Linked DNA regions of Capra hircus: region 2 is linked to region 1. Evidence: chromatin contacts called from public Hi-C data. All regions are on one chromosome and are shown on one strand. Each heading gives the region's core, a stretch centred on a gene start, on an enhancer-like site or on the middle of the called end of the contact. The rest is flanking DNA. Distances are from core to core; before and after follow the strand shown.

Region 1 (5,829 bases), core at 1,551-4,050:
CAAGGCAATCATAAACACAAAATACAAGATAGTGGTTATCTTTGGGATGAGGTATGGAGCAAGTTGGCTGGAATCCACAGGAAGGCTCAGTGGTCTTGAGTGTGTCCTAGCTCCTGTGTTTGGTAATGCCCTAGTTGGGTTCATAGGTGTTTATCTTATTACACTTTACAACTTATAGTTATAGATTTTGTGTACATATAAAATATAACAAAAAGAAAAATGAAATCCAGTTATATATATTAAAAAAATAAGGAATAACAATGACCAAAAAAACCCCACCAAAGATTGTAAAATAAAGGGCTGGACAGAGACAAAGATATTAATAGAATGAGAAAGACTAGAGATCTCTTCAAGAAAATTAGAGATACCAAGGGAATATTTCATGCAAAGATGGGCTCAATAAAGGACAGAAATGGTATGGACCTAACAGAAGCAGAAGATATTAAGAAGAGGTGGCAAGAATACATGGAAGAACTGTACAAAAAAGATCTTCATGACCCAGATAATCATGATGGTGTGATCATTCACAGTCGCCTAGAGCCAGACATTAGGAAGCATCACTACAAACAAAGCTAGTGGAGGTGATGGAATTCCAGTTGAGCTATTTCAAATCCTGAAAGATGATGCTGTGAAAGTGCTGCACTCAATATGCCAGCAAATTTGGAAAACTCAGCAGTGGCCACAGGACTGGAAAAGGTCAGTTTTCACTCCAATCCCTAAGAAAGGCAATGCCAAAGAATGCTCAAACTACTGCATGATTGCACTCATCTCACACGCTAGCAAAGTAATGCTCAAAGTTCTCCAAGCCAGGCTTCAGCAATACGTGAACCGTGAGCTTCCAGATGTTCAAGCTGGTTTTAGAAAAGGAAGGGGAACCAGAGATCAAATTGCCAACATCCTCTGGATCATGGAAAAAGCAAGAGAGTTCCAGAAAAACATCTGTTTCTGCTTTCTTGACTATGCCAAAGCCTTTGACTGTGTGGATCACAATAAACTGTGGAAAATCCTAAAGGAGATGGGAATACCAGACCACCTGACCTGCCTCTTGAGAAACCTGTACGCAGGTCAGGAAGCAACAGTTAGAACTGGACATGGAACAACAGACTGGTTCCAGATAGGAAAAGGAGTACGTCAAGGCTGTATATTGTTACCCTGCTTATTTAACTTATATGCAGAGTACATCATGAGAAATGCTGGGCTGGAGGAAGCAGAAGCTGGAATCAAGATTACTGGGAAAAGTATCAATAACCTCAGATATGCAGATGACATCAGCCTTATGGCAGAAAGTGAAGAAGAACTAAAGAGCCTCTTGATGAAAGTGAAAGAGGAGAGCGGAAAAGCTGGCTTAAAGCTCAACATTCAGAAAACTAAGATCATGGCATCTGGTCCCATCACTTCATGGGAAATACGTGGGGAAACAGTGGAAACAGTGGCTGACTTTTTTGGTGGGGGGCTCCAAAATCACTGCATATGGTGATTGCAGCCATGAAATTAAAAGACACTTACTCCTTGGAAGGAAAGTTATGACCAACCTAGATAGCATATTGAAAAGCAGAGATATTACCTTGCCAACAAAGGTCTGTCTAGTCGAGGCTATAGTTTTTCCAGTGGTCATGTATGGATGTGAAAATTGGACTGTAAAGAAAGCTGAGCTCCGAAGAATTGATGCTTTTGAACTGTGGTGTTGGAGAAGACTCTTGAGAGTCCCTTGGACTGCAAGGAGATTCAATCAGTCCATCCTAAAGGAGATCAGTCCTGGGTGTTCACTGGAAAGACTGATGGTGAAGCTGAAACTCCAATACTTTGGCCATCTGATGCAAATAGTTGACTCATTGGAAAAGACCCTGATGCTGGGAAAGATTGAGGGCAGGAAGGGAAGGGGATGACAGAGGATGAGATGGTTGGGTGGCATCACTGACTCATGGACATGGATTTGGGTAGACTTCAGCAGTTGGTGATAGACAGGGAGGCCTGGTGTGCTGCAGTTCATGGGGTCGCAAAGAGTCGAACATGACAGGGACTGAACTGAACTGATCTGAAAGTACACACACACATACACACACACACACGTGTAGAATGTAGGGGTACCAACATTATTATCATTGCACAATTCAAGACCAAAACCATTAAACAGAACAAAGAGGAACATTAGCTAATGAAGAAAGGTACATTTCCTGGGAAAGATAATCATAAACTTTATTGTATCAAGCAACACAGCAGCCAACTAATGTAAAGTAAAAACTGCAGGGGGAAAACCTCAGTAGTTTATCTTAATGGTCTTCCTGCTCAGTGGGAGGAGAGTCCACCCTACCATGGTGCTGCTGGCCAGGCCCACTCCTGAGCAGGTGGCTTTGAGCAGTAACCTCAGGTGCCCACCTTTCCGAGGGATTTAGAAAGGGTTCAGGGAGTATGGCCAGGCTCCCAGGGATCCTGGTCCAGCCTCCAGCTCAGCTCCTGTATCTGCTTCTCTACTGGCCTCCCAAATAGACGACCCCTACTTCTTCCTGCTTCTTCTTCTGACCTGCCTGAGGTTCATCAACTTTCTAGGTTCCTAATCTAGACTGGCTGTGTGAATTTAGTAAGTGGCTGCACCACTCTGAGCTCTGCTGTTCCCTTCTGGACAGCATGAGGCAATGACGCACAGGCAGAAGTCCTGTCTGTGATAGGCGGGGCCAGCCATGAGAGGGAGGGTGCATTCTGGCTGGCAGTCTCCCTTTCTCCCTGCTTCTCTTGTCCTGGCCTGTCTGAGCCAACCTGCTGGCCAGCACCTGGGAGGCAGCTTAGGACCGGCCACACCTCTGGCCCTGCTATTGAATCCTCACTCCTGTTGTCCTGGGACGCAGCCTCCGCCTCTGTCTCTCCGGCCATTCCAAGGCACTCCTTGGCTTGGAGCCTGGTCTGGAGAAGTCTGCCCCACCCCCTCAGAAGGGCAGAGTTGTGTAATATTTGGGGCTTTTCCGGTCTGTCCTGGTCTTCCTTGTAGGCAGAGTTGCTTGTTTACACTGGTGAGTTGCTCTCAGGATCTGCCACTCACCAGCTTTGTGAAGTTGAACAGGCTCCACCTGTCAGCCTCAGCATGTTCATCTGTAAAATGGGGATGATAATACTTTGAGTGAAAATGCAATGAGATCATATCTAGAGGCACTGGCCTATGATAAGTACTCAGGACTCAGCAGCTATCGTTATTCTGGTTATCGTCACTGTTAGCATTATGACTTATTGTTGGCAGAGTATTTTTACAAGCAAAAAAGACCTGTTGCAGTAAGTTGCTTTCTTCCAGAGTTGCAGCTTCACTTTGCTTTGCAGAGCAGGTTTCTGCTCATGTCACAGTCACTCTGTTTGTGGACATTTTTCTGATGGGTATAACTTGATTATTTGCTCGTTAGTAACTCGGCACCCGTAATTCACTTTTTCAGTTGAACACTGTTGCTTATGAAGTACCCCCACTGCCTGGCCCTGCAGCACAGCCTCCCAGTTTCAGCTGTGGGTGAACCAGAGAGGATTCCCTTCCGTGTGTATGGGACCAGAGGGGACCAGGAAGGTACTCATGGCCAAGACCTCAGATGACATAGCTACCAACATCCCTGTAACTTGTGCCTTGAGGCTCAGGCCTGGCTGACTGGCAGGGACAAGCTCCCACTGACTGTGCCCCAGTGCCCCTTCTGGAATGGCGCTGGAGGCCATGGGAGGCCCAGGTGTCTGTTAGTCTCAGAGCATGGGGGAAGGAAGGCTGGTGCCCCAGGAAGCCCAGCTCCTGGAAGCTTCCCTGTCATGCCAGGCCCCACGCGAGAGCTTTACACTGCAGCTTTAACGGGCAGGTGGAGCCTTGCCATTGTCAGTGCCGAAGACCACCCCACATCCACCTCTTCCAGTGGCTTCCCTGGTGGTTCAGATGGTAAAGGATCTGCCTGCAATGTAGGAGACTGAAGCTCAATCCCTGGGTTGGGAAGATCCCCTGGAGCAGGGCACGGTGACCCACTCCAGATTCTGGCCTGGAGAATGCCATGGATAGAGGAGCCTGGTGGACAGTCCATGGGGTCACAAAGAGTTGGGCTCAGCTGAGCGACGAACGCTGACTTTTCAAGGCCCTTAGGCCCCTCTTGGTTCAGTGTTCTGGGCTGAGTTAGCTTCCGGGCTAGGCAGAGGGAGGGGTATCCATGAATAGTCAGGCCCACTGTTTGAGCTCCTGGTTCACTTGCTCATGTGACCCTCACGATGGCTCTGTGCTCATCCTTCAGTTCACAAAGGAACCAAGGCTGCGGGGTGGTTAAGTGACTTGCCCAAGGTCACGTGGCCAGCGAGTGGCAGAGCTGGGACTGGAACTTGACAACGTTACACTCACTTCCCATTCTCTGAAGCTGGACAGGGTGGGGTCCCGTCAGACACCAGAGCCCCAGGCACCCACCAGAACAGTTGCCCCCTCATTGGCAGACCACAGGGACTGAAATGATCAGAATGAGATACTGACCCTCACATCCGGGGCCCCCAACTCTGACCTGTATCCTATGTTCTGGAAGCATCCACAAGGGTCACTGCACACTGAGGCTGGAGCTGGATCTTGCCCTGGTGAGGGGGTCCCCTTTGTGTGCCTGGAAACGAGGCTTCCTGGGTCCTGAAGGAGGGGTGCAGGGGAAGGGGCCCGGTGGGGCGGTGGGGTGCTTGGCAGTCCTCCCCTCACCCCTGTGCGCCTCCCTCTGGGCTCAGGGAGGGCTGATTCCCCAGGAGCCAGGGCATACACCACTCCCTGAGCCTCAGTTTCCTTATCAATAAAATGGGGGTAGTGCCAGAAGGTGCCTCGCAGGTGAGTGTGAGGAGTCAGACAGACCAACAAGGCTGGGAATCTCTGAAGCAAGAAGATGCTGCTCTTCTCCCCTCCCTTTCCCCTCATTTTCCTCCTCCTCTGTCTCTGTCACTGCCCCAGCTCTGGTTCAAATCCCAGTTCTGCCATTTCCGAGCTGTGCTGGCCTCAGGAGTATTCCTTAACGTCTCTGAGCCTACTTTCTTGTTCTATAAAATTGGAATGCTGAAGAATGCGTGGCATCGTCCATGTAAAGCTCTCGCATGGGGCTTGCAGAAACGACCCAGAAGGAGAGTTTCTTCCCTCCTCCCTTCTCTGGCCATGATCTGAAGCCTGCATCATCTCTGCATCCTCTCTTGAGCCTAACCCATGTTTCAGCTCTCACCTGCCTGACTACCGGTCGCCACCTCGTGGCCTGATGGATGACTGCAGGTTCAGAAGAAAAATTCAAATGAGCTTCCAGTATGTTTTGGGGATTTAGTATTCAATAGCAAAGTACCCCCAGGGGACGTAAGGAATGAAAGTAGGGTGCTGCCCACAGAAAGGCGCCTGGATATTCTGTGCAGACAGGAGATCTGCGTGAGGGACTTCTGCCCTTTCTTGCTGTTAATAGATTCTGTGCTAGGAACTTCCTGAGCTTCATTCCATGGTTGATTTGGCTTCGATTGGGATGAGAATTTTTCAAATGAAGCGATAGGGGTTTCTGGAACCAAGGCGGGGCACATCATGGTCTTCAATGAATTAAAAGTTATATCTCCTTTATCGAAGGAACGGGTCCCGAGGTTTTTTATTTTTATGATTCCTCTTTAGGCCACAAATAGGCTACCCCGGTGGTTCAGTGGTAAAGCACCTGCCTGCAGTGCAGGAGACATGGGTTCCATCCCTGAGTGAGGAAGACCCCCTGGAGGAGGGCATGGCAACCCACTCCAGTATTCTTACCTGGAAAATCCCACGGACAGAGGAGCCTTGCGGGCTACAGTCCATGGGGTCGCAAAAGAGTCAGACACGACTGAAGTGACAGAGCACGCATG
Region 2 (6,186 bases), core at 1,978-4,477, 71 kb before region 1:
CATCGAGCCGGTGATGCCATCCAACCATCTCATCCTCTATCTTCCCCTTCTCCTCCACCTTCAATCTTTCCCAGCTTCAGGGTCTTTTCCAATGAGTTCATTCTTCACATCACATGGCCAAAGTATTGGAGTTTCAGCTTCAGCATCAGTCCTTCCAATGAATATTCAGGACTGATTTCCTTTAGGATGGACTGGTTGGATCTCCTTGCAGTCCAAGGGACTCGCAAGAGTCTTCTCCAACACCACAGTTCAAAAGCATCAATTCTTCGGTGCTCAGCTTTCTTTATAGTCCAACTCTCTTTTCCATACATGACTACTAGAAAAACCGTAGCTTTGACTAGATAGATGGGCCTTTGTTGGCAAAGTAATGTCTCTGCTTTTTAATATACTGTCTAGGTTGGTCATAGCTTTTCTTCCAAGGATTAATAATCAAAAGATTATTGTGAATTAAAGGAAGCTAGATATCTCAAGTTAAGCAACGTAGTGTTTTTCTATGCATGGAAAGACGCAGGAGTCTGGGCTCTCTGAAATCATTCTTTTGATATGCACCTCAGCTGTCTGAGGCCAGTATCCTGTGTTTTCACGTCCCGAATTTCCTCAGGACTCATCATAGGGAGTGGCTGCAGTTTGGTGGTTGCTGGAGGGCAGGTGTTCTTTCCTTCTGGAGTTCCCTCAGGGCTCACCAGCTCACCATCCTGGTGGCTGCAATTGCTGATGACTGTGACATCTTTGTTTACTGAAGGTGAAAAGTGTTAGTTGCTCAATTGTGCCCAACTCTTTGTGACCCCGTGGACTGTAACCTACCATGCTCCTCTGTCCATATGATTTTTCAAACAAGAATACTGGAGTGGGTAGCCAGTCCCTTCTCTAGGGGATTTTCCTGACCCAGGGATCAAACCGGGGTCTGCTGCATTGCAGGTAGATTCTTAATCATCTGAGTCACCAGGGAAGCGATTGATGTGGCAGGAAATATTCCATTTCTCAGCTCCTCCTTGTCACTCCCCTTTCTGCCTAGCTGTGTGCGTGGTAAGGTGCTTCAGTCGTGTCTGACTCCTTGTGACCTTATGGACTGTAGCCCTCCAGGCTCCTCTGCCTCTTCACTTTCTCCTGAGTTACTCCTATCCATTTTTCAGGTCTCAGCGTAGATGTCCCTTCCTCAAGAAACCTTCTCTGATGCTCTATACCTGCATTTGGTGCCAGGTATTTATTTGGTGCCTACTATTTGGTAGGCCTTGTGCTATGATGAACAAAGCTCATCTGCTCCCTGCCTGCTCAGAATTTTCATTCCAGTTGGGGGAACAGCTTTTAAAAGTTAATGAGCAAATAAAAAAGTTGTTGCAAGTGCCAAGAAGTTCGATAAAGAAAATACAAAAGACTTGGTTAGAAAATAACTGGGCAATCGGGCAGGTGTTCTTTAGAGAGTGTGGTCAGGAAAGGCCTGGGGTGTTCCATGACATGGAGAACTTCTAATTCAGAGAGAAGAAGTGACGGGAACAGCATTCCAGGTGGAGTGAACAGCATCTGCGAAAGAACTGAGCTCAGGAAGAATCTGGCATGTTTGAGGAAGCGCACATGACTGCTGTGGAGTGAGCAGAGGGTGGAGAGAGGGGCATGAACTGAGGCTGGTGAGAACACCACATCAGGGCATTTCTAAATCTGGCAAGGAGCTGAGATTTTTTAATTCAGTGCTTATTTTGGCCATGCTGGGTCTCTGTTGCTGCATGCGGGCTTTCTCTAGCTGTGGTGAGTGGGTCTACTCTCTAGTTGTGCTGCTTGGGCTGCTCGGTGTGGGGGGCTTCTCTTGTTGTGGCTTGTGGGCTCTAGAGCATGCAGGCTTCAGTAGTTGTGGTCCACGGGCTTAGTTCCCCCTCAACGTGTGGATCTTCCTGGACCAGGGCCGCACTCATGTCTCCTGCATTGGCGGGCAGATTCCTAACCACTGGACCACCGGGGAAGCCCTAGATTTTATATTAAAGGCAATGGGAGCCATCAGAGTTTTTGAGCAAGGGATGGGTGTGATTCAGTTCCCGTCCTAAGATCCCACTGGCTGTTTGTGAAGCATAGTTGGTAGAGGGCGAGGCTGGAGCTGCTAAAATCCTCCTGCGAAGGCCCTGGGGAGAAGTCTTTGTCCAGGGAAGAGGTGAGAATGGCTTGGACCGAGAAGGTAAGAATGACAATGGGGAAAAGAAGAAAGCTCATGGTATGTTTTAGAGGTGGAAAGGGTCAGGCCTTGCAGAAATATTGACGATGGGGCTGGGCGCAGGGGAGTAATCTGGCTTTGGGGTCTTCTGTCCGCTGCTGAGTGTTTTCATCTGTCAAATGGGCACGCATAGTGAGATAACTAATGTAAATTGTGGAGGCCTGTGCTCACCACATGCTGATTTCCATGCATATCCTGGTTATCAAGCTGGGTTGGGTCCCCAGAGATCCAAGTCTGAGTCTTATTTAGCTCTTGACCTCAGAGAATGACCGAGTGAAAAATTCACAAAACTAAATTGTGTTTAAAAATTGTTCCCTGTAGCATCAGCCCTGATTTTCACTGATCCCCTGTTTTCAACCCAGCCCAGAGCTCCCGCGAGGTCTCCAGGTGGCATCCAGGGTGCTGCAGTTCAGCACATGGTCAGCAGATGGCGCTAGAGGCTAAGGGACGGGTCCCCTTCCCTAGGACCCTCCCTGCAGCCCTCCCTCGGCTATTTCTTCTCCTTCCCCATTTTCAGAGCCAACTCTAGCTCCCTGGGCTGCCCTTGCATCAGACTTGAGGGGCTTGAGGCTAGACCCTCTGCAGGCTCCTGGGAATGCAGGCCTATTTCGGAGAAGCAGAAAGAAAGCCTGAGACCCAGCTGGGAGTCTTGAATGGGCCCTACCCTCTCTGGAAGACCTCCCAGGAAATCACTTTATAAATAGGGCAGTGTGGGTCCCGAATGACAGCGAGGTTTTCCTCAGAAGAGCCACTTCATCTGTGAACAAGGGAGCTATGAGACCTCTTAGAGCAGCCCCATGACCTCCGTGTCCATCCTGTGTAAAATATGAAATAAGAGTTTTAATTACCAAGTTTGGAAGCCAGCCGATGCATTTAATATTTAATGTCTCCAATGCTTCTGCCCCAGGCTTGCCGGCATGGACAGAATTGGGGTTTCCCTTGGGTTGGCTCTGAATGTGCTTGGAGACCGGCCAGGCTGCTGCCTACCCCAACACTTGGAAGCCTCCTGTCGCCCAGCCGGGGCCCAGGCCTGCCCTGGGCCTCCCACTCCCTGAGGAACTCCTGCCAAGATGGCCCAGCGGGCTTGTCCCCACTGAATCCAGGACCTGGAGTCCCATGGAGGCATCTAATGCCAGCCTCAGCCCAAGGTCCTTGCAGAGGACAGGAATCAGTGAAGTTTCCCCAGAAGAGGGAAACAAACAGAGACAGACAGACCTGAGTTTGAATTCTGCTCTCCAAAAAAGTAGCTCAGCCTCTCTGGGTATATAAAATTACATATTTTATAATTTGTAAAGTGGAGAGTGTATTTCGTGCATTGTGGGTTGCTCTGGACAACAGATGGCCATCTGAGGCTTAGCGTGTGCCTGGAAGCCAGCCCAGCACTTCGCATGTCCTGTACCTTTGGCATCTGCGGTAGTCCTGTGACGTAAGTTGGGGCTGGAACCCAGGACATTCTGACTCCAGAGGAATGGATGAGGTCTCCTAGATGCCACGTATTCTGTTACCTCCGAAATCCTCTAAGCAAACACACTGCAGAGACTTGGAGGAATTTGAGCTTGAAGGGAACATGGCCACCTCGTCCCAGACCCTAGCTTATCCTAGGCTGCATGGCCCTTTATACCTCAGGGACCACCAAGAGCATTGCTAATGGGGGCTCAGAGCAGCAGCCCTAACAAAACCACCCACGCCACTGTTGTTTGCCCTGAATGTCTACTTCTGAGAAAGAAGGGGTGGGCAGGCAAGCTGCATTTGTTGGGCTGATTTGACACTGTTGGAATGGATGGAGTTTTCAGGGCCATCTTGGGGCTGGCCACACACTTTGGTACATCTTTAGGCTCGTGCGTCTTTGCTTGTTCTACTGGTTCCTTGTGCGTGGATGATAACAAGTGACGGGGTTTGAGGACATCCAGCAGCTGGAGCCACTTATCTTCAAAGGTAACAGAATACGTGGCATCTAGGAGACCTCATCCATTCCTTCTCCAGCACATGAAGGAGGGACAGATAGGTTGGAGAAAGAGAGGAGGGTGACAATGAGCTCCAATTAATTTTATTTTTTTGGCCAATCTTCATGGCATGCAGGATTCTAGTTCCACAATCAGAGATTGAATGTGAGCACCCTGTAGTGGAAGCACAGAGTCCCAACCACTGGACAGCCGGGGAAGTCCTGAGCTCCACTTTATAACCGTCTGATGGGCAGGTGTTGGTGGAGACGTGGAGACCTAGGAATCCTTGTCCTAGTGGAAGGGTGAGCTATGGGGCCAGTGTGGAAGGCATATATCCCAGCAATTCCACTTCTGATCACGTCCTCCAGAGCATCTCTCACCCAGGCAGACAAAGAGACTTCCCCAGTGATAGTCCTCTAAGTATTTGCTGGTAATAGCCAAGGGCTGGAAACACCCAAGATGTCTACTCAAAAAGAAGTAGATAAATCACAGGCGGCATATGCAAATGACGAACACCAGGCAGGGTTCAATGGAATGAATTAGAATGATGTGTATTAACATGGGCAGGTCGTAAAAAGGTAATGCCAAACAAGGTGTCTGGCAGGTACGGCTTATATATGCTGCAATATATATTCTCAAGGCTAACACGCTCACAGACGACAACATAAGAATATTTCCCCGTGGGGAGAGGAGCGAGGGAAGGCAGGGAGTTCAAGAAAGAGGATGGAAGAGGCAAAAGCAAAGCAAACAAAGACACAAGAGGACCTGTGCGTGACTGGGAATCACTGAGTTGAACTGACAGTTGTGAGCAATTGAATGCTGTGCCTTTGTGGTCCAAAGCAAAGAAAGCAAAGAATCAAAGCAAAAGGAGTCAAGGACTTCCATGTTTTTTTTTGTTTTTGTTTGTTTTTTTTCCAAATGAGGCCAACAAGCACGTCATATGTGCATGCTCAATCTCTCAGTTGTGTCCAACTTTTTGCAACCCTATGGACTGTAGCCCAGGCTCCTCTGTCCATGGGATTCCCAGGCAAGAATACTGGAGTGGGTTGCCATTCCCTTCTCCAGGGGATCTTCCAGACCCAGGGATCTTCTCCATTGGCAGGCAGGTTCTTCACCACTGAGCCACCTGGGAAGCTTCAACAAGCTTTTCATCCTACCTTATAACAGAATTGGTCACTGGGCTCTCTCTGGGTACCAGGCCGGTTCTCCGTGAGTTATGTGGTTATCTCACTCTATCCTCAGAGTCTCCCATTGAGATATTGCCAATGAGCATTTTGCAACAGGGCTCCCAGAGGTGTAGGGAGTTGCCCCAAACAATCTGCTTCCCGTGTAAACCCCGCCTCTGCCATCCCACCTCCCAACCCGGACTGTAATCCAGACCCTTTATGGGGTTTGAATACTTCAGGATGACCTGAAGGTGGCGCTGTTGCAGTTGAGGCAAGATAAGTGAGACTGTGAGATGGGGATGGGAGAACGTTCCGGGGATGATACAGGGCCCTCCTGGGTTTGCAGGAGGTCCTGTTCACCAGCCCTGGAGACAGTACAGAGCAGGGAAGAAGGCAGGGGCACTGATGGCAGAGGAGGGGCAGAATGTCATCTTGGACTGGAAACCTACCTTCCCTCCTTCATTCCTTCCCATTTGGAGGAGCCAGACTGCACAGCCTCCAGGAGACTGTTTTGCAAAGATCCAGGCTCTGTGGAGAGGATTCGGGGGTCAAGGATTCCAGGACTGTGCAGATAATCCGCGTTCAGCCTGTTAAAGGAAGCGTCCTCCTGCTCACCCACCCATGGGACACCTGCCTCCACTGGGGGAGGGTGTCTGCAAGGCTGCTGCTGCTGCTGCTAAATCGCTTCAGTCGTGTCCGACTCTGTGCGACCCCATAGACGGCAGCCCACCAGGCTCCCCCGTCCCTGGGATTCTCCAGGTAAGAACAGATGCTAACTCCCTGCATTTCCCAGGGCTCACTTGAATACAGGATGAACACACAGCCGTGGAGCAGAAGACAAGACACGTGGTGTGTGCTTGAGGTAGGAGCCTGCCAG

What was found. Hi-C and Micro-C count contacts between places; a contact is called where the count stands out from the background.
Region 2: a Hi-C map of liver shows a contact between it and region 1, with 3 times the contacts expected there. The contact joins two enhancer-like sites. A contact is called at or near these places in 2 of 5 Hi-C or Micro-C datasets (blood and liver).

Annotation. Positions count from the first base shown.
Region 1 is chr11:97,026,997-97,032,825 of ARS1.2, reverse strand. No RefSeq gene overlaps it. Among named protein-coding and RNA genes, the nearest start is that of LMX1B, 93 kb to the right of the region's middle. Within about 2 kb of position 2,800, at least 2 of the 5 cell types and tissues checked have an H3K27ac peak or open chromatin away from gene starts, as enhancers often do.
Region 2 is chr11:97,097,827-97,104,012 of ARS1.2, reverse strand. No RefSeq gene overlaps it. Among named protein-coding and RNA genes, the nearest start is that of ZBTB43, 25 kb to the left of the region's middle. Within about 2 kb of position 3,227, at least 1 of the 5 cell types and tissues checked has an H3K27ac peak or open chromatin away from gene starts, as enhancers often do.